Regions from separate parts of the Zea mays genome. Here region 2 is linked to region 1. A link is a contact called in public Hi-C data. All regions are on one chromosome and are shown on one strand. The core of a region is the stretch at or near the end of the contact, and the rest is flanking DNA. Distances in the headings are between cores, read along the strand shown. Region 1 holds the start of LOC100193305 (transcription repressor TRM protein). Region 2 holds the start of LOC100277858.

Region 1 (7,625 bases), core at 3,514-6,013:
AAATATGAAAAAATAGAATAAAAAAAAAGAAAGGAAAAGCAAACCTGCACTCGGGCCGACTTCCCCCCTGCCCACATCCACTTATCTGCATCCGCTCGGCCCACTCCACCATTAAGCCTCGCGTGGCCCAGTGGCTGGAATGCGCCGACATCCCGGCCCCACCATCCAGCATCTGTGTGGGCACGTCTCTATGCCAACGCATGGGGCCCGTATCTCAGTCTCCCTCTCCTAGCCCCCACGATCGGACACTTGCACGTGGGACCCTCCTGTCATCCTGGTCGACGATCTCGCTCAACAACCTCATGCGCGCCGCCAGGATCGGGGTTGTTGGGATCTCTCCGAGATGGCCGCTACCCTGGCGCTATAAGACTCGGGGCTGCCGCATCCTTTGACCGACGCGGTCCATAAATCGCACACCCATAGGCATTGTGTGCTCCGATCTTTGTGCGCCGCCGGGTGGAGGACAGCGGATCCGCCATGGGGGAAGACTTTGATACTCTAGCGCTGGTGCCCCGGATGGTGGATGGGGGGTTTCTCCAGATTGCTTGGAGCCTGGGAATGTCTTCCGGGGGTGTGTAGATCGGCTGGGTCACCTCCCATTGCTCGCCGAAGCACCTCGGCTGCGCTAGAACCGCCGTGCACCGTGGCCATCGTCACTGCCCGCTTCACTACCGGTAAGGACACCTCCAACTACACCGCAATCACCTGAGTATCGTATAGAGCCTGCCGAATTAAAAATAGGGCGTCAGGGCGGTGGCTGGCCGATCGGCGAAGGTCTCCGCCGTGGGTGGGGTGCTGCGGCCGCGATTGACCGTCAGACGTTGAAGACGGTGTGTGGACCGTTGATCAACCCCTCAACGTGTGTGATGTGATCATCCCATACTAGCTCGGGCTTGACCATCGATCTGCTATCCAACGGTTGTGGTTGGAGCACTGGTATTTAAAATAGGAACCGTTGGATCGGCATCTAAGGGCTCCTACTGCGTACCGGTTCACGGGAAACCCAGATCCAATCTGAGCCCTCCGTTTCTGATCGGGCGGCTCAGTTTCGCCCGTACCCCTTCGCGTGGCACAATTTCTAAAGAGACCCCCTACTATACTAGTATCAACCCGCGGTCCACCTGGTGGGTCGTCTGTGTCTTGGAAATACTTACACCGAGACCCCTGTAGTTGTCAGTATTTGATGTCCCGTCCAGAGAGTTATAAAATCAAGAAAAAGAATTAGAAAATGAGTTTTTAATATAAAAACAATTCATATAATTTGTATAATTCATAGAAAAGTCATATAAACTCCAAATTGGTCCATTCCAATTCCTAAATTTTTGTAATAATATTGTCTACCCATTAGTGCCTCTGTTCTGACATGACAAACACATTAAAATTATTCTTTCACTTAATCTTGTATTAAATGCATAGAACCTTAGAGAATCCATAACTTAAAATCTATAACTCCAAATTTGATGATTCCAGTTCCTGTGATCTTATTTTAATATGTATATTATTAATGTGTATTTTGTTCTTATGTTTGGTGTAATGTTAATTTTGCCTATACCATGTTTGTTTGAATTGCTACGACTAGCAGTGAGGTCACGAGTCACCTGAAGATCATCCTGGTACCTGGAATCTCAAGTCCCAGGCAAGTTGTGCCCTTGATCACTTCTTTTTACCCACTCATGTTCTAATTAATCATAATGATCTGCATAGGTTAATTTGATGGGACCCAATAGGTTACCCTAGTTTGTCTATCTTTATACCTTGTTTACCACTGAACTTTTTGGGTAGTACTTGCTAGTGCTTTATGTGGTTTTGGGTATGAAGATACATTATTCATGATCACACTTTTATTATCTGTTTATTATCACTGTTCATGATAAGATCATTATGTTAATTGGAACATGGAGAACCACCCGGGAAAACAGTGCTACCACAAGGGTTTAATGGGACGCCCTTGGCCGATTAATTAGGAAAGCTAGTGGAAGACTACCTTACCCGAAAGGGGCAAGGGCAGTAGGGGAGTGGTCAGTGTAGGGAGGCCCTCGGGAGGATTTTGCTGTGATGGCGGTCCTGCAAGGGATTCCTGGGAAGGCCCTCGGGAGGATTTTGCTGTGATGGCGGTCCTGCAAGGGATTCCTGGGGAGGCCCTCGGGAGGATTTTGCTGTGATGGCGGTCCTGCAAGGGATTCCTGCATTGGAGCTTCCTATAAACTGTAGCGGGTTTTCTGAAGCTAGTGGAACTTTGTAAAGGCCTCGTAGTGTTACCCTGCCTCGCCTCCTCGGTAGAGGTGTATGGGAAGTCGCGATCCCTTGGCAGATGGGTAACATGACTTGTGGGTAAAGATGCGCAACCTCTGCAGAGTGTAAAACTGGTATACTAGCCGTGCTCACGGTCATGAGCGGCTCGGACACTCACATGATTAATTTATGGAACTAAATTCAATTTGTCATATGCATTGCATCGCAGGTGATGTTGTTACTCCTTTTGTTCTACTACTTAATTGGGTTGGTATTTACTTATACTTAGTAATTGCTAATAAAATTTTGACCAACTTTAAAAGCAATGCTCAGCTCTAACCATCCTCTTTGGTAAGCCTTACACTTCACGTGAGCTCCCACCTTTGGCGAGTTCATGCACATTATTCCCCACAACTTGTTGAGCGATGAACGTATGTGAGCTCACTCTTGCTGTCTCACATACACCACAGGTCAAGACCAGGTACTGCAGGATGATGCTCATGGAAGATGCTGCGATGAGTTCGTGAGTGATCTGGGTCGTCGTCTCCCAGTCAACTTTGGGTTGCTGGACTGTTGTCTCCTTATAATGTAATTATTTATTTTGTATAGAACTCCTATAGTAAAGTTGTGACATTCGATCCTGTGCCATGATTCATCATATGTGTGAGACTTGGTCCCAGCACACCTGGTGATTATGTTTACGCCCGGGTCTTGGTGCCCCGAAACCCGGGTGTGACAAAATGTTATTGGGTCGAGCTGGCTCGCTCTTTTTTTAAGTCAGAAAAATAGGCTCGACTCGAGCTTGTTCTAAGCACCAAGCAAATCTGAGCCGAGCCATCTCGTCGAGTTAGAGCTTTTTTTTCAACCCTATCACGCGTCGGACATCAATTGCTGCTTAAACACAATTATATCAGCTGAGTATGGCCCTCTTTAATAGAGTTTTTTTTTAAAGCTGCAACATTTCCTTAAAAATCTATGAAACAGGGCTTATTCGCTGGCTCCTCCATTAAAATAGGAACCAACAATCGAATGAAATTGGGAGCCTAAAGAAGAAGCTTCTCAAGCTTCATCTAGTCCTTCCCTCTTTCGTGGGTCTAACATTGACCAAAAAATGTCGAAGAAGCTACACGGGAGCTATATTTCTAAGAGAGAGTTTAGTTCCCACCTCCTAAACTTTAGGGATAACTAAAATAGATCTTTCAAATAAGATTTCTAAGAGTTAAAGTTTAATTCCTAAAATTTAAAAGGTTGACTAAACAAACTAAACACCCTAACTAGATGAATTGCTCCTCCATACTTCTTCCGTTTCCTAACTTAAGGTAACTAGGGTCTTCAATATGTTCCATAAGAGCAATCTCAACACTACTTATAGTTTATATAAGGTACACGTCATCTAGAAACTACTGTTAGACACTACCTTTCAAATGCAAACATCAATATTACTTAATTTAATGCTTCTCTTCTCTCATTGTGTCTTGGATATTTGTTGAAACCAAGTCTTATGCAAGACTCAGTTTCTTACTTTTTCTTTATTTAATTATTTGCCACCTTATCTTTTAGCCTATATGACAGCTAAATTAATGCTATGAAAACTGGATGACATGAAGAGTTAAGACTGCTCTAATATAGCGTCTTTGGGGGTCTAGATCATGTCACTTAAGGGGAGCTCTTCATTGAGCGGAGAAGCGAGCCTATCGATTTAATAACTCTTTGTTGAGTGGAAAAGCCTGCTATGACTAGCTGTTGTTCTATGAAGACAAACGGTTTAACAACTCTTTAATTGTCTCAATTTTCTTAAAGTTGACTTGTATGCTAATTTGTCCTGAAGATAAGGGACAGAGGGAGTAGGCCCACACTAAAAAAACAAGAGAGCTATTTTTCAGCCATCTTTCTTCGCTAAATACTACTCCCTCAATTCCCAAAAATATAATTCGTTTATATCTAAATGTATATTTATTAAGTAATATATAAATATAGTTTTTACGTATGTCACTATCATTTGAATAAATGTGGAAAAAAATAGACTAGAAAAAACTATAGTTTAAGGCGGAGCGAGTCCATCGTTTAGAATACTAACGCATGAAAATTTTGGACATCATTATTTTTTTGGTGGCTCCTTTAAGCCATAAGTGGATTTGAGGCACACATATTGAAAAAATTAATTCCTAATAAGTGATGAAAGAATAATGTTTGGCCTGACTAATTTGTTATTTTTCTGTCAATGGGCCCATGTAGCCGCTGCCTCATCAAAGATGAAGCATTTTGTGGACCCGCGTAAATAATTGTATAGCCACCTTGATTTATACGACTATACGCGTAAGAAGTCGACTTAGATCGCATTTTTGCAATTTGTAGATGATAATATCGCTCTTCACTTTTTTGGCAAAGTATTTTTTTTGTTTATTTGCCTTTTTAACCCCTTGGTCTCCGCAGTCCCCACTCTTTCAGCAGTTGACGCCAGCCCCCATTGTTCCGCTCCGCACCACGGAAGACGAAGCGCAGCAGCCACGCCCCGAAAAAGGCAGAAGAAACGCGGTGCCTCGAGCCATCAGATGCCCCACCCCACCCCACCCCACCGTGTTGATCTAGGAGTTGGAGTCGGACGGCGCTGGGAGTCGCCGAGTCGGGGCATGGCATCCATAGCCATACATCTCCTCGCGGAGCCTGGGGCGGAGCTGTCACCACCATGCCCAATCCTATCGCACCAAGGAGGACTCTGCCTCGTGCTCCTCGTAGTCTTCGTACCCACCCCTCCACGCTTCCCCTTTCCTTGCACGGTCCCGATCCCTAGCCCTGCCCCTCTCCTCCAGCGCCGCTCGCCAGCTCTCTGCCCCCGCCGCGCCCAGAGATGCAGATCCCCCACCGCCGTTACCGCTGGGTGAAGGAGTGGTGAGTTGACCTTGTCTGCCCGTCCGATGGCTCTCACAGTCTCTCTCCTCCCTCGAGAACCCCCCCCCCCCCCCCCCCCCCCCCCCTTCCGATTTCGATTTGACCTTGTGTTCTTCAGGGTCTCGCAAGAACTGGTCGTCGCCGGAGGCCCCTGCGTGCTGTACAAGTGGGTGCGAGGTGCGCGGAACTGATTGCTTGCTGGCTTCTCCCTGTTGTTGCTGCTGCTGATGTCAAAACGCAGACTTTTATTTTGTGACTGTACTGTCATGTCATCGTCATGTTTTGCACTGAGAATTGCCCTGTCTGGTACTTCTTCACCAGTGATTCATCCATATCCATGCGAATTCACAATTCCTCGAGCATCCTGTATAAGACCGATGGAGCAAGCGAAGTCTTTTCATGTCTGTTATACTAATTGCATCACGTATGTGTAAATCTAATACTTCTGGAGCGCACCTAAGGGATGATTGTTTAGTTCCACCCAGAAAAATTGAGATTTCAGTAGAGCAGTACATATGTGCTGTTAGTCTCCAAGTAAGAGTGGTAAGGCTGTCTCCAGCAATATACTCTAAATTTCATCCCTTAAAAGAATATTCTCTGTCCTTTACAGAACTCTCTAAAAGATTTCATCCTCTATATCTTTTTCATCTCCAACAGCGTTCTCTAAATTCTGTTCTCTATACCTACAGTATTAATAGACTTCATTAAATACATTGTTTTTTATTTCGCCAACTATATTAATAGTAATTTTGACGACTCATGAAAATGAATTACTCATACAGAATCCTAAAAATAAATTATTTATTCATTACATAACTTTTTTATCATTACAACTAATTTCTAAACATTCCTCCATCACCGTTGTATCATTGATTCCTTGTGATCTCGTCTAGTGTCGTACACCAAAAGTACGCATACATCACATCCCCGTACAGGAAATCGAGTGGAATTAAATGAGAAAGCTATGAGCACAGTGTTTAGCGGATGGCAAAGCAGCCCCAGGTATAGAGGACCCTGTAAGCCTCCGCTATTTTACTGGACGTGATAGTGCACGTTGTTGGAGGCATTGCGAACCATACCAAACGCTAAATATAGGGTACAAATCCATATACAGGCTACTGCTGGAGAGAGCCTAAGTTCAGTTGAAACTAGAAGAAGACTTAGTACATTCTATTTGGGAGCTGCCACCAGCATACCAATGCGATCTTTTGGATTGCTGACACCTCCTGACTGGTTTGGACTTTGGACAGTGTAATGAACACTGCAACTTACTTATGAAGAGTATGAAGTTCTCACACAATTTGCGGACAAGTACACACAAGGTGTAATTCATTGTTGGATGTTCCGATTGATTTATGACTGTTAATAACTATATAGTAGTTGGATTGTTTCTTGTTCATTCAGCTTTTATGATATGACCTTTTTGATTCTGCTGTTAATATTATTATTGGATTTACTTACAGAGGACAGACTAGCAGCTTTGAAGGCTAAGGACAAGAAGCATGGGGCAGAATCTGCAACTCCTGAACCCAACTCTGAGGTTCTCTTCCTGTGCAGCTACGAAGGATGTGGGAAGACATTTTTTGATGCAGGGGCTCTTAGGAAGCATGCTCACGTCCATGGGGAGAGGCAATATATCTGTCACTATGAGAACTGTGGCAAGGTACTGTTTATAATTCCTGGTCACATCCCAGAGTAATCTTCAGTCTGCAAAGGCATGTTTCTATTTCAGTTGCTTGATTAATCCTTTTTCTGCTAAATCTGATTTTGCAGAAATTCTTAGATAGTTCTAAGTTGAAGAGACATTTTCTTATTCATACAGGAGAAAAGAATTTTGTGTGCCCACATGAAGGTTGTGGGAAGGTAATCACACTGTCCTCTCCATTGTGTTTGCTATTCATTTTTACTATAGTTTCTTCTAATCATGTGGTGATTTGTAGTTCTCTTTCATAGCATGTTACTGGTAATGCTTAATCATGAAGTAGAAATTTGTACTAGACAATGCTTAATTATGCTTGTTTTTTTTTCTGGTGCAACCATGTTCTAAAGCTTTGACCATTTCATTCTGTTCCATTTGCTGCGTTAAGATTAGTCGTGGTCCCTTTTTCTGGAGAAAATGCATTATTTCATACTCCACAAAGTTTTTGACATACATACTAAAGAGAAAGTTAATGTTTAGACAATGATTGTACTCATACTAGTTGTTTTGCAACTACTATGGGGCTGGAGGGGATACATAGTGCTGTCCTTGTGTAAAAGAGCTTAAAATGCTTAAATGATTCCTCTTGGATGTCGGGGAAAGGAAAAATCTCAAGCAGAGTGGTGCCAATAAGATACTCTTTGTTGGTGGTATGATATATTTGCAAGCTTCGTTAGAAGCTTTCTAGGATATGCCATATTTCTAATTGATGAATTAAATGCAGCTTTTGTCATTTGTTATTATTAGTATTTATCGGGTAAATGTGCTTTTAATGTCATGTGCCCTGACTATTGCAGGCTTTTTC
Region 2 (7,625 bases), core at 2,217-4,716, 290 kb after region 1:
GATGTGTCATGTGCATCGTCGCAAGTGGTCCTTTTCTTTATAGCCTATACATGGAACATTCTATCAAAAGATTGGCTCGGCACCTTGAACCGTGGCCCTTTTTGCATGATACACAGGTCACTCAACTCGATCACCTACCTTTGCTTGGCTTGGCTTGGCTTTGCTTTTGCTTTCGACATGAGGCAGCCCGGGAAATCTTACCGAAAATCTAGAGCAGCCGAATCCACCACCGTCGCCATTGATGAATGATGATGATGATGATGATGATTAGCTTGGAATCTACAAGCTTGGGAAGGTACAATGATGCTACAAAGCCCCCAATCATGGCATCCACAACCCAGCGTTTCCCCGGAGGGCCCCCCCTGAGAACGGCGTCGAGCTGGTTTTCAACGACGGTGACCGGACGGACATCGCGCTTTTTGGTAAGATTGGAGGCGATCAGGTGGGGGAGATCCTGCTGTAAGAGTGGCCGCCTCACTTTGTGCCGCTGGAGCTGGAGGGGAGGGAGCACTGCCGGTGCCGGTGCCGGTGCCGGCTCCTTCCACAGTTCTCCTGCGGTGGTGGTATCAGCCACCATTCCACTCGACGGTTTCTTAAGCTGTGTAGATGGTTTTTGCATCGCTCTTTTCAGGTCTGGATCAAAAGGAGAGAACACCAGGAAAAGGAGATCAGATGTGGTGCCAACCATTCTGTTGCGTAATCACGACTGCTCGTACTGTTTAAGGATGAACAAGTTCAGTTGTTTCTAGTATCAACTAATTAGTGGCAAAGGAGCTTTGCTGCAAAGGAAGCGGCTTTTGGGCAGGTGGTTTGGTCCTGGTTCTCAAGAAATGTATGGCTTCCCTCTTGCCAGGTGAGTCAGGATCTCCATCCTTCCCAGATGGAATCGGTCGCCAAATGATTGGCTGATTGAATGGATGATCATTGTTCAGCAAAGCCGAAAGGAACGAGCGCAAGCACGATCCCAGCAGCTTGGGCATCATATAAAGCAGTTTTTCATCTTTAGAAACGCCATCATGAGCCAATGATTAGAGCTGAACCTGATAGCGCGCAGGAGAAGGTACGTTGATATTATTCCAAAGGACATGTGCTTCTCTTTATTTCTTGTATACAGGTGTATATATATATGTACAATCATAAGGTCCTTAACTTTACAAGGTCATGCAATAAACAGTTGATACGCTACTATCATAAGCCTGATGTATCGTCAGGCAGGCAGGGATGCTCCCATCACATGCTGGTATACATTCTCTCCTAAAAAGACGCCGTCACTGGTAGTACTTGCATTCTAATTAGAACTGCATAATAAAGTCTGCGGCAGGTACTCATTACAAGGTGGTGACGGATTTCTCTTAAGATGATGCCCCTTCTGATTTGCTGTTCCTGTTAACAGATTAAGAAATCAGGTTAGAGATTTGTGGAGATGCGTACAAGGAGTATGGCCATTTTCTGCTTCTTCATAATCTATGTGCCTGAAGCTAAAACGATTTGTAGCTGCAAACATAGAGCAACTTTAGCTGTAAGCACGCTATGATTGAAACATTGGGATGATATCTGAGAATGGAAGGAACACTCTAGCTAAGAAGTCTAAAGTAGGAAAGGTTTTTGAGCACCCAATTACCCAAAATACATTACTGTTAGCTATCTTGACAGAACTCATGATACAATTTGCTAGTAAGCATGTTATATTGTAAAATTGTGGGATGGAATAAAAAAACAAACGCAGACCTCTGGGTAATCAAAAGGTTCTAGTCTTCTAGAAAGCATCAAACAAATTCTCCTAGCCAAGTTGGAGACGCTCCCAACCACTGCTGCAGCAGGCTTCTAAAACAGCTACCGTAGCCTACAAGCAACGGATTCGGTACCACATAGCAATGTTCTTTCGTCCTTAGGTTCTATGTACTTGCCCATCACTGAAAGGAAGGAATGGCATTAAGGAGCAACTGAAACTGAATGATGAACCAAAGGGTGCCACCTACTTTCTTGTAGTAATGCTAATATTGGCGTTGCAGGTCAAGATGAAATATGAAAACTTCAAGGTGTAAGAAGACAACAAGATAAATCAAATCATAAGAGTTTACAGTTAGCCATGTTTCAAGAATACATGTTCATAATGTACAATATATGAAGTGCAATTACTAGTTATTTAAATGAGAAATGTTGCATAAGCTATTTCAATCACAACTCATTTTTTTACTAGATAAACCACATTGATCGTGCAAATGATAATGGCTTTATTTTTCTCCCATCCATATACAAGTATCCGGTATTCCCAGCTATGCCTAAGCAATTCAATAGCCGCTTCTGAGAGAATAGGACTGCAGATATTCACAATACAAGGTGTAAAAAAAACTTGTGTTGTCGTAAGGAACATAGTTATAGCTCCAGTCAAAAAAAAATGGAGTAGCTCCAAAGTGCCAATATATCGAATTGTATGCACTGAAGTTTGAAATGTCTAGACTTTTCTATGGATTGCAACAAACAGTTTTACTTTAGCACCAATAGTAGGCATGACAAGAAATTTAGGAATTTGAGATGGGCATCCAGAGGTGAACAAGGACACAAAAATGCAGGTAATTATGCCTTCAGGTCCTTTAGCCGTTGTACCAAACTGTAAATGAAGCTGAATCAAGTTTGAAATGCTGAAATAGACAGCTCAAGCAACTTTCCCCACTCCAATTTAACTACAATTGCAACCACGCCCACATGAAGAGCTGCAGAATCGCCATATGCCCAACTAGATCAGATAGTGGGTGGCCATGCGGGGTATGCTGATACAATCCTAAGCTACAACCTAACTGCAACAAACTGCTTCAGCAATGCCAGGAGTCCAGGACTGAACAGCACTGAAGCAGTCAATCTGGATCGAATTGAACAAGTGCTGGACAGTCAGTTTCCACATGAATCAGCACTGAAACATCCGGATGAGCAAAAGGAGAAGAAGGCTTGTGTGGTCGTGCGGAGGTAAAGCTTTGACCTTTGTGCGGCTTCGGCCTGGTTCTGGTAGAACTTGGCGAAGCGGCCGCGGTTGGCTGGCTTGGGTTTAGAGGGCTTTTTCGGGCGCAGGCCGGCGATCTCCTGCACCAGCGGCACGTGCACCAGCACCGTCCTCCACGCCACGTACCAGCCTGGGGCGACGAAGCGGATCAGGGAAGGGAACCCACGCAACTATTCAACTGAGGAGATAAGGGGAGGGGAGTCATACTGAGGAGGATGAGGGTGAAGACGAAGGCGATGGCAAGGACAGGGCGGATGAGGAAAACGACGGCGACTTCCGACGCAGCCGCCAGGCCGCCGCTCGCCATAGCGCCGGCGGCAGCTCAGTTCCGGCCTCGCAAGGAAGGGATCCGCTGGCGAGGTTATTGAGCCTATGGCATGCGAGGCCCGCGGAAGCAAGCAAAAAGCCTGCCTGCAGTAATGCAGTTGTAGCGCCGTTGACTTTGCTGGCAATGCAGGCAACCGGATTCGGGAGGAGGAAACAGAGTGTCATATACTCATATCGCAAGGCAATAACATTTGCGTAAAATCATGTCGCAAGACAATGATATTTGCGTAAAGTCACCCGTTGTCCATTGACAAGAGGCTACTGGTATATATGTGTCCTTTGTGTAAAATCACAGAAATTTGTCCTTTGAGTCAGTCACCAGGAGCTCAGGACATTCAGAACACAACTTTGCTCAAACGTTCATCAGAAGAAGCCGGCCTGGCAGCACGGGATGGTATAGCTGGGTGCAAAGGTTACAGAGAACTATTGACCCAATACTTTCAACTGAATCCCTCATCGCTGTTTAAATAACAACACAACACGGTTACATGTGCCCCCGCTTCCATCCTGATGTTTTTGTGGAAGATGCACGGGCAGGCTAACGAAGAAACAACACAATGCCCACATATGAAAATAGAACTCATAATGTAATGAGTCAGGCATTCCTATATGTTACAAGCTGACAGCAAATATGTTAGTGTGATCAGGAGCAACCTAATGCCTGTTCAGCAGAAAAGATCATTCGTCATGGTCATATTACATCATCTTACATTCTTACTGAACGAGAATAACACAGAAGAATGGCAAACCCACTATCGCTGGTATCCATGCTCCCTCAACATGGTTCCGGTTGCACCCTGCGCTTCCTTTTGGTAGGCTTTGTGGTACCATTGTCACTGGTAACTTGAGCCACAACAACTTTTTGAGTTGGTAGCTGGCCAATGAAGAGAACGTTTTGTGCCCAACCAGCATAGCTTCCAAATCTAGTAACAAAAGCATCGGCAACAACAACGCTAAGTTTTGGGGTCAAGCTCTTGCCAGCTAGCTCTGGTAATAGATACTGTGTAGCAACCTGCATTAGAATCCATATAGAGTTTAACACTCACATGAAATAGTCTTTGGATCATATTAATGGGGTGTTTGGTTTCTAGGGACTAATTTTTAGTCCCTCCATTTTAGTCTCTAAATTGCCAAAAACGGAAACTAAAACTCTATTTTAATTTCCATATTTGTCAATTTACAGACTAAAATGAAATAAAATATAAGGGCTAAAAATTAGTCTCTAGAAACCAAACACCCACTAAGTATAGACAGCAGACCTTCTACAGGTTGCATCCACAAGTTTGATTGAAAAATAATAAGAATTCAAAAAAAACACCCCAACATGAGTGGTACAGTCATTATGAATGCAGCAGGAATATGTATCTACACATGGTGATTGTTTTACTAGCGTTTCAAATAATATTTTTCCAAAAAAAAACAAACATAGTTTTGTTTTTTTAAGAGGGAACAAACCTAGCAATGAAGGCAGACCCAGTGCCGAATGCGCCCACATAAGTGGTGTCTAGGAAAAGAATAAACCAAGGCAAGCCTTCCCCTGCAAATGCGGAGAGACTGCTTCGAACTCGTGACCTGGTAGCTCATTGAGATAGCTCTCACTACTACACTAGGTCTACCCTTCTAAAACCTAGTAATGAAGAGCAAGGTTTTTATGGTCAAATCAAATGGTTGAGTCATAACTTGAATCAGGTGCCATGTGCAGTCTACATACAGCGAAAGGAAGTGCAACACACGTTAGCCTGTACAAATGGTCGATAATTCATCTATGCAAAGCCTTACTGTGGTCTAACAGAGAATGATGGTGATGGACATAACTCAAACAAGCTCTACCTCACTAAAAATATCAATGAACTAACAATGGTATGTCCAAATGAAACAACAGAAGTAGAAGCAATTGTTACAACATTAATACAAAAGTGAGATATAGCAATATAGCATACCTTCCAAACATGTGTGTCGACAGGAATAGCATGATTTTGATCAAGGGAGAACAGAGCAATGCAGGCAGCGACCTTTGGACCAACACCTGGGAGAGTGCAAAGAGCTTCAATCACATCTGAAAGTTCCTTCTCACGCAGTGAGGCAAGCCATTTTTGACCTCCACTAGGTTTGGCCTGCAATTCTTTAGCAGTGCCAACAATGTACTTTGCCCTGCTCGTTTGTCATAAAAAAACCACACAGAATTGCTCAATTCAGTATACTATGAAGCTCTCTAGCAATACTGTCTACACAACAGATACTCATGAGCAGTTAATGATTTATTGATCTGTGCTGTTACAATCCATAGAACAAGACTTTCTGGCGAATAAATTGGTTCCCAAAGGACAAAATGCCAGTATGCTGCAAACACAAAGTTGGGTTTTATACTTCTTTACGTTCATAGTAAAAACGTCATCAGCATTATCATAGCCCAAATGCCCGTTGCCTGATTAGATCAACGACTAGCCCAATATACACATTAGTTTTATTTCTCAACCAAAGCTTCAGTTAAAATGGTAGAAACAACAGCTTAGGGGGGGTGTTTAAATGCACTAGATCTAATAGTTAGTTGGCTAAAAAATTGCTAGTAGAATTAGCTAGCTAACTATTAGCTAATTTGCTAAAAGTAGCTAATAGTTGAACTATCATCTCCAAGGGACTCTCTATTTTTTACTCTATACTTACCTCTTCATAAAGATTATATTTTATATATAGCGTCTCACTTCAGCAGACTCTCCATTTCCCATTCTCCAAATTCAAACCGTTACATTCTACACACACTGATGTGTGGGTCCTACACAACATCCCACACTTGGCAAGTCAGTTTGGCTGGCCGGAGTGGCTAGCCAAGTTAATTTAGAGATCTGGATGACTAGTCCGTTGAAGAGTTATTTTGCTGTTGAATAGCCAAAATTTGGCTTGACAAGCTATTTAGCTAGTCTCTCGGAGATGGTCTAGCTAGACTGTTTGGATGTCTTCAAATAATTTTAATAGCTAACTAGTATTATCTCTAGTTCATTCCCTTAATAACCTAGGACGACCTGCCAATGCTATGCTGCAAATGAAATAGCAGCTACCAGAACATGATAACAGCAATAGAATGAAAATCTTTGGACTCCAGCCTACGATCTAGGAATTCGATCATGAAGTAAAAGTGGCAAAGTCAAATTTGACGAGCTGTGCTGAATGATACGTGCAGAACTGATGCTTGTCGGTGTACTTATTCCAAATGGAACGCAAAGTAGGAAGGCACCAAGAGCTGACCTGTACCCAAACCCGGCCTCACGAAGTTCCTGCTCCGACACGCGCGCGAGCCGCTCGATCGTGGGGAACCGGTGGAACACGAAGCCACCAACCTCGCCGAGCCGCTCCCCGTAGCCTGCCAGCGTCCACACCATCTTCTCGATCCGGGCAATGTTGTTGTTGGAGGAGCATAGAAACTGGAAGACGCACTCGACGGGGTCCTGCCTAAGCACCCGCGCGCCGCCGCCCCCGAGCCGCGCGGAGACATCAGCGAAGCGCTCATCTGCGGCGGCGAACTGCCGCCAGAGGTCGGCGAGCGAGACGGCCGCGTTGAGATAGTCGAGGAGCGCGGCGCGGGCGGCGGGCAACGAGGAGGCGGGGCAACCGCCGTCGTTGTGGAGGAGGAATGCGAGGCGGCCATCGTCGGAGTCGGGCAGGTGGGAGAGGGAGACGAGGTGGGACCCCACGGCACCGGTGAAGCGGAGCGGGGAGAGGGAGGTGCGGCGCCAAAGGAAGGTCTGGCCGGTGGGGAGGGTGAGCGGGAGGGAAAGGTCGGCCGTGGAGAGCGGGAGCGGATGCCACTCTTCCTGCGCCTCAACGGCCCCGGCAGCGAGGGGGAGGCGGCGACGGGCGGAGGGAGTGGGATCGTGGTGATCGGGGGGTTCGGTTTTGGGTACCTCTACAGACGGGGTAGGTGGCGGGGTAGAGGAGAGTTGTGGAGAAGACGGCTTGAGCGGCGTCGCTTTGACAACGCGACGGCGGCGAGGAGGCATGGCGGCGGCGGCGGCGGCGGCGGCGAGGGGAGGAGACCGTGGAAGAAGCGGGAGGCGCATCGTACTTTACGCAAACTAGCCTAGAAGGCGGAAAAAGACTGACAACAGATAACCTAGCTAAACCAATTTCATCCGGCCTGGCCAGCAAGAGTTTTTTTAACTCAGGTACTCCCGTAAGTGGACTTCTTAAAATTATTACTCCAAAGTGTGCAATTAGATTATAGTATTATAATACATATTCGTTTATAAATTTATTATCGTCGTTGCTTTAAACCCGTCTACAGCTCACTAACGGCGGCTGTTAC

What was found. Hi-C and Micro-C count contacts between places; a contact is called where the count stands out from the background.
Region 2: a Hi-C map of leaf shows a contact between it and region 1, with 4 times the contacts expected there. The contact joins the promoter of LOC100277858 here to the promoter of LOC100193305 in region 1. A contact is called at or near these places in 10 of 25 Hi-C or Micro-C datasets (ear, endosperm, leaf and 3 more).

Annotation. Positions count from the first base shown.
Region 1 is chr5:175,404,786-175,412,410 of Zm-B73-REFERENCE-NAM-5.0, forward strand. It overlaps LOC100193305 (transcription repressor TRM protein), which reads left to right and starts at 4,764. Exons shown (of 6, transcript NM_001138444.1): 1 at 4,764-5,121; 2 at 5,240-5,298; 3 at 6,585-6,784; 4 at 6,895-6,984; 5 at 7,618-7,625. The coding sequence starts at 5,081.
Region 2 is chr5:175,695,258-175,702,882 of Zm-B73-REFERENCE-NAM-5.0, forward strand. It overlaps LOC100277858, which reads right to left and starts at 3,467. Exons shown (of 3, transcript NM_001151317.2): 1 at 3,206-3,467; 2 at 2,978-3,128; 3 at 1,061-1,383. The coding sequence starts at 3,305. The coding sequence ends at 1,353. It overlaps LOC100273912 (N-glycosylase/DNA lyase OGG1), which reads right to left and starts at 7,386. Exons shown (of 3, transcript NM_001148304.1): 1 at 6,569-7,386; 2 at 5,266-5,476; 3 at 3,754-4,337. The coding sequence starts at 7,380. The coding sequence ends at 4,101. It overlaps LOC103627280 (a long non-coding RNA gene), which reads left to right and starts at 58. Exons shown (of 3, transcript XR_553527.3): 1 at 58-422; 2 at 632-853; 3 at 933-1,184.